Regions from separate parts of the Sus scrofa genome. Here region 1 is linked to region 2. A link is a contact called in public promoter capture Hi-C data. All regions are on one chromosome and are shown on one strand. Each heading gives the region's core, a stretch centred on a gene start, on an enhancer-like site or on the middle of the called end of the contact. The rest is flanking DNA. Distances are from core to core; before and after follow the strand shown.

The links. Promoter capture Hi-C pulls out the DNA fragments that hold promoters and counts their contacts.
Region 1: a promoter capture Hi-C map of fetal liver shows a contact between it and region 2, with 2.1 times the contacts expected there. The contact joins the enhancer-like site here to the promoter of CD59 in region 2. A contact is called at or near these places in 2 of 5 promoter capture datasets (fetal liver and liver), 12 of 47 Hi-C or Micro-C datasets (alveolar macrophages, blood, embryonic fibroblasts and 8 more) and 1 of 2 datasets of contacts at active chromatin or transcription factors (skeletal muscle).

Annotation. Positions count from the first base shown.
Region 1 is chr2:27,247,486-27,250,557 of Sscrofa11.1, reverse strand. It overlaps KIAA1549L (UPF0606 protein KIAA1549L homolog), which reads left to right. Exons shown (of 20, transcript XM_021083199.1): 17 at 1-85; 18 at 1,957-2,105. Among named protein-coding and RNA genes, the nearest start is that of C2H11orf91, 37 kb to the right of the region's middle. Within about 2 kb of position 1,712, at least 25 of the 83 cell types and tissues checked have an H3K27ac peak or open chromatin away from gene starts, as enhancers often do. A contact at or near this core is called in epiblast stem cells, fetal liver, omental adipose tissue and 1 more, where this site is marked.
Region 2 is chr2:27,185,095-27,187,957 of Sscrofa11.1, reverse strand. CD59 (CD59 molecule (CD59 blood group)) reads right to left here and starts at 1,313. Exons shown (of 4, transcript NM_214170.1): 1 at 1,245-1,313.

The sequences.
Region 1 (3,072 bases), core at 463-2,962, 62 kb before region 2:
CCCAGCTTCCTGAGATGGTCATGGGCTCGCCCCCTCCGCCTGTACCTCCGAGGACTGGCCCTGTGGCCGTCGCTTCTCTTAGGAGGTAACACATTCATTTCTTTGCCTTGTTTGGAATATTGGCAAAGGGTCTAGTCCTGGGTGCCTCACCCTGACCGATTTCCTTCATGCCCCGCCCCATTCAGGGTGCATCACCTGTCCAGACAACCATGTGCCTGGAGTACTCCGAGTACCACGAAGGAAGTGGGGGGCCACAGAGGGTTGACCTACTTTCTTACCATTGGAAATAGTTCTATAGAACCCACAATTGAAAAAGCAAAAAACAAGATCAATTGCCCCATCCCTGACAGTCTCATATCCTGACAGTGAACATCTAAGCATTACTCCAACTCAGGCTGCCACAATAGCTGCCTCGAGTCTGGGTGCCTCCTGTCAGGTGTGTGCACCCAGAGGGCGCTTTGTTATTGAGGGGTGGTGGCTGAGAGGCCAGGGAGCAGCGTGTCTGAGCTGCCGCACTAACTCTCCACTTCCAAGATGGGGAGGCTGAAAGCACATGAACTCATGAAGCATACAGTCAGCATTCTCTTTGCTCTGTAATACTATAAAAAGCACATGTTTTAAATAAAGATAGACAAGGAACAATAGCCAAGAGCATTGAGAGAGGTTGCAGTCGTCCTGTCTGGGGCCTGGAGAGACAGCCGTACCTTGGGCTATGTACAGGCCACTGCCCTGCCTCTCCTGGTCACACACTATCTGCAAACCACAGGTCTGGACTTTGTGACATGGTGAATGAGTTTTACTCAGAAATGGCCCTGCCCTCGTTTCCAGTGGGTTTGAGATACCACGCTGTGTAGACACCACCCCTTGACCCCAGTCGATCTCAGGACAGGCTGGGAAGCAACAGACCAGGTTCCATCCTAACTTGCCAGTAAACTGCTCTGTAACTCCAGGCAAGTCGCCTGGCCTGTCTGGTCCGTTTCCTTATCTGTAAGATAAAGGCAATGGCCTAAATGATCTCAAAGCCTCTGTTCAGCTCTTACAGTGACAGCTGCTCCTCTGCTCAGAAGATGCCACCTGCTGTGGCTGCCTTTGCCTCCCTCCCTATTAATTTTAGGAGAGCCCGCAGTGCCTCTGCCAAAGTGAAGCCAGAGACTGGGTAAAGCCAGAGACTGGGTAAAGCACCCTCTACCCTAGGGGACGAGGCCCGTACCCCACCCGCCCGGCCCCGCCCCCTTATCTTACTGGCCTTCTGAGCACAAAGTGGAAATAGATGTTAAATGGGCCGGATTCTCTGCTCGCCTCTGGAACTTTAAAAAAAAAAAAAAAAAAAAAAAAAAAAAAAGTGTTCTCCCACTCATAACGCTCAGAAAGTGCCAGACTCCTGCTCCTTAGAGCAGCCAGCTTCCCGGAGCCTTGCTTGGGCTTTGGGCTTCCTGCCAGTAGCAACAGGGAACGCGGTTCCTGCAGCCCACAGCCCTGCAGGGTCTCTGGAGGGTGTCAGGAGGGGGAGCGACGGCGCACTCCCATTGGCTTCCGATGATGTCATCACCTGCCCGGTCGACCATCCCCAACCGAGACCCAACACTAATTGCTAAGCTCGTTTTAATGTGGACATTAAGTGTTGTGCTACCCGGTGACATGAGAGTCACCCTCAGGGGAACACTGACCTTGACTATCTAAAAACTCCAGCCTGGCTGCTCCAGGTCTGGGCGTGTTGGCCCCCTTTGTTATGGTGTGGGTGTGTGCTCGCGCGCGTGTGTATGAACACAAATCCAGGCCTTTGGACCCCGCCGTCGCCATCGTGGTGCTTGGAGGCCGAGGCAGCCCCGCTCCACCCCCCCACCCCCCTCCACCCCCACCCCACCCCCACCCCAGCAGGGACCTGCCCCGGGAACCCCGCCTCTCCCGCGGGCCGCGGACCGGAAGGCGGCTAAGGCAGCTCCTCTTCTCGCCCAGGTCCACCTCGGACGTCGGCAGCAAGACCAGGATGGCCGAGTCCGCGGGGCCTGAGCCCGCCCAGCTGCACGACAGTGCCTCCTTCGCGCAGGTGTCCCGAGGCCCCGTGTCCGTGGCGCAGTTGGATCAGTCGGCTTTAAATTACTCAGGTGGGCCAGAGAGAAAAAGCCTGGAAAAAGCCCGCGCCCTGCCCCCGCCCCCGGGCTGTGTTCTGTACCCTCCCCGGCCCCTTAAAACCACACTCCCCACCTTCTTCCTGCCACCCTCAGGCATCAAAGCGACTGTGCTTTCTGGATCCGATCACCTCTTGACTTTGGTCATCCTGGCTAGAAGACCTACTGCTTTTATTTCTTAAAAAGTTCTGAAATCTGACAAAATATTAAGATAGGTGATAGGGTGGATGTCAACATTTTACCAGACTTCAGGCCTTTTGAAAAATGATTATGGAGTTCTCGTTGCGGCTCAGCGGCGTAATATCCATGAGGACGCCAGTCAAACCTTAGCCTCCCTCAGTGGGTTAAGAATCCCACGTTGATAGAAGGTCACAGATGGGGCTCCGATCTGGCGCGGCAACTGCAGTTCAGATTCGACCCCTAGCTCCGAGAACTTCCAAACATGCCCTACGTGTGGCAGTAAAAAGAAAAAAAAAAAAAAAAAAAAAAAAAAAAGATTGTCTATCTCTTTAAGCATTCTGGCCAGTACGAGCCACTCTCTTCTCATGAGCCCTACTCCCTAGAAGCAATTCCAGTCCTCAAGTCATGGATGGTAAACTTTCAGTACATATACAGTACATACAGTAGTATATGTTAGTGCTGTGTACATTTTAAATGTAAGTGATGACAAGCTATACCTTTCCCTTTGTACTTTGTTTTCTTAACATTGATTTCAAGAGTTCTCCAGGTTGCTGCACACATGCTGACCTAGTTCATTTGTTTACATTGCCATGTGGTAGTCCATTATATGGTATGCCACAAGTTTATCTTGTCCCCTAGTGAGGGACATATTGATTGTTTCCAGTTTCTGGTTATTACAACAATGTTGAAACGAACATGGAGGTTTGAGCCTGCCCTAATGGGCTTTTTTTCATTTATTCAAACCATACCTTTTAGGCTGAAA
Region 2 (2,863 bases), core at 64-2,563:
TTCCAGAGCCATCATCACCAACAAACGAAGCTGGATAAGCAGATCAAAGTGGTAGGAAAGAGCCATTTCTCTCTCCTGTGGGGTCTCAGAACCATCCACAAAGTAATCTTTGGATTATCGGCCCTGTTTCTGAGATCTCTTCCTCCTTTTCAAGAAACATCTATCACAAGCTACCTTGATAGAGGGTGCACTATGTCTCAGGTGTGTAAAATGCATGGGCTGATGTGTTCAAATCACAATTAGAATGAAACAGAATTACTGCAATGGAGAGTGGCGGGCAGCCAGGTCTCAGCTGGGGCCCCCTGATGACTTTTAAAAATCCACCAGGAACAGGATTTTTCAAGATATCAGCTGGTCCCAACAAAAGTGGACAGGAGGTCATCACGGGAAGGAAGGAAAGCGCTGGTCAAAAGGAAAACCGGAGGGAGCCTGCTGGGCCAGAACCTTCACCAAGACAGCAACCAGGCCAGATCACCATTCCACAGACAAGGGCTCCCAGGGCACAGAGGAGCCCTGAGCTTCAGAATTCGTACAGCTACTGCCAGGGTTGGTCGCAAACCTCAACTCTTGTCTGTGTGGGTTCTGGGCTGAGGGGGAGAAGCTATGTGCGTCAGAGAAATGGAACATTTCCAGGATCCATGGAGAAAATTACTGAACGTCAACCTCAGACTCTGCGAAGGGTGTGGCCCAAGCGGGCCCCAGAAAGCCAAAATTGGACTTCACCATTTTAAGTTACGACCTCGCCCTGCTTTTGAAAATTCAAAATCGGGATGTCCAGGGAAGAGAATAAAGTCCATGACCATCCAGGGGCGGCCTTAACCTCCTTTCAAGGCGAGATTTCTTTTCCCTCAATTGCAAGCGCTCCCCTCCAGATTCAAAGTTGGAAATAAATACTGCCCTGCCCGGGAACGGGTTACCGACCAGGGAATCTTGGCTTTCCTCAGCCAGCGGCGCGGAGGTGTTTGGGAAAGCGAAAGCCCGCTGCCCCCTTCTCGTTCGTGGTCCTCGAGGGACGCCGCGGAGCTTAAAGCCCGCGAGGGGTCTGCGGCGCGGGGAAGATGCGGGCCGCGGGCGAACGGCAGGGCTCGGGAGCTCGGCCGCCCCGGGCGCGGAGGCCGGCGGAGGTGGGGGGCACCGCCCGCTCGGACCCTCCGAAACCTCCCCACCCAGGCCCGGGTCTCCGAGGGCGCTCGCCCCGGCCCCAGTCCCCCCCGCGCCGGCCTGGGCGCGCCGCTCGGCCTTACCTAACTGCACCCTGCGTCCGGCTGCAGCGCTACTCCCCGTCGGGAGAGCGGCCCGGCCTGCGCGTCTTTATCGCCGGGGCTCCGGCGGGCTCCGCCTCCTCCCGCCCGCCCCACCTGCCCAGGCTCCGGCCCCGCCGCACGCGCCGCAGGCGCCCGCCCAAGGTCACCGGACCCAGCCGGCCGCCCAGCCAACGCAGGCTCAGTGACTCGGCTCCCCGCTCCGGTTCAAAATAAGACTTGTGGCCAGGACTAGATCGTTATGTTAAAACCCTGAAAACGGGAAGTTCGATGTTCCTCCTCCGATTTGTTATTGAAAACAAAAACACTAGGAAAATCCAGGACTTAGAATTTTTTTTAAACAAAGGAGGAAAATTCATATGACAATGTTTTTCAAAACGTTTCTGTGGGAGTGTTCTTGCGGCGCCGCAGAATAAGGAGCTTGTGTTGTTACTGCAGCAGGTAGAGTCACTGCAGAGGTGTGTGTTCCATTCTGACCTGGAAACTTCCACATGCCCTGGGCATGGCCAAAAAAATAAAAAAAATAAAAAATAAAACCCATATGTGTGCCCCATGCCAAGCTCCCACTTGGCCTGGCTGTAGTGTTATAAAGCCTGGCTACAGCCTAAGTCTCCTTTCTGCTCATAGGCTCCCGTACTTTTCAGCCACAGGCACGTCCGTACTTTTTTGGAACCAAGATAAAACTCTGTTGTGGTTTTCAAAGCTTATATTCATCAGTTTGGAACCAGAGCCACCATTTAGAATTGTCTTTATGTGACCATGTAATCTGAAGTTTCCATGTATCACTTTGTCACCACCCTCTTTATTACCGGCTTGAGGAGTGCCCTGGAAGAGAGAGTGGGGGAAAACAGCCCACACCTACAAATCTTACTCCAAGAGACTGATCTCTGTGAGGACCAGGAGATTCTCTGAGGATCAGAGTAAGAAAGTATGGATCTCAGGGCTGCTTATGCAGAGTGAGGAGGGGAGGAATTCTTGAGATAAGGTTCAAGCAGGGAAACCCCATAACTGAAAATGCCATGTGCCTTCTACCATGATCCTCTGATGGCTTTGGGATGTCAAGGAAGGAACTTTATTTGGTGCTGTCTTAATCTTGGTTTTTCTCTATACAAACAGGAGTCTCAGATCAGAAGGACCTGCTTTGATATTTAATGTGTGTCTGCTTAAATCAGCTAATACATGTATATACAAGAGCTTGTTTACAAAGCTCTTCCGCATGCATTTTCTATGCATCCTAAAAGCTCTTCCCTCCTTGAAACTCTTGGATTCTGAGATGCCGCTCTCCCCTAGTTTTGCATCCAGTTCCTTGACCTTTCATCTTGAGATTCTTTTTCATTACCCACTTGCTCATAACGTGGTCTCGCCAGGCTTGCACCAAGAATGATTGCTATTTGTGTTCCCTGAGAGACTACAGTGCACCTGTTTCGTTTTGCCTGGGGAACACAATTGGCTCCCATATTTACAGGTTCGGTATCGGTGGACTCATCCAATTGCAGAATCTGTGGTTATCAAGGGCTGGCTGTATTATCCAATTTTGTTACCTTTTATATAAGGAACTTGAGCATCTCCTAATTTTGGTATCCGTGGAGGTGCTGGAACCA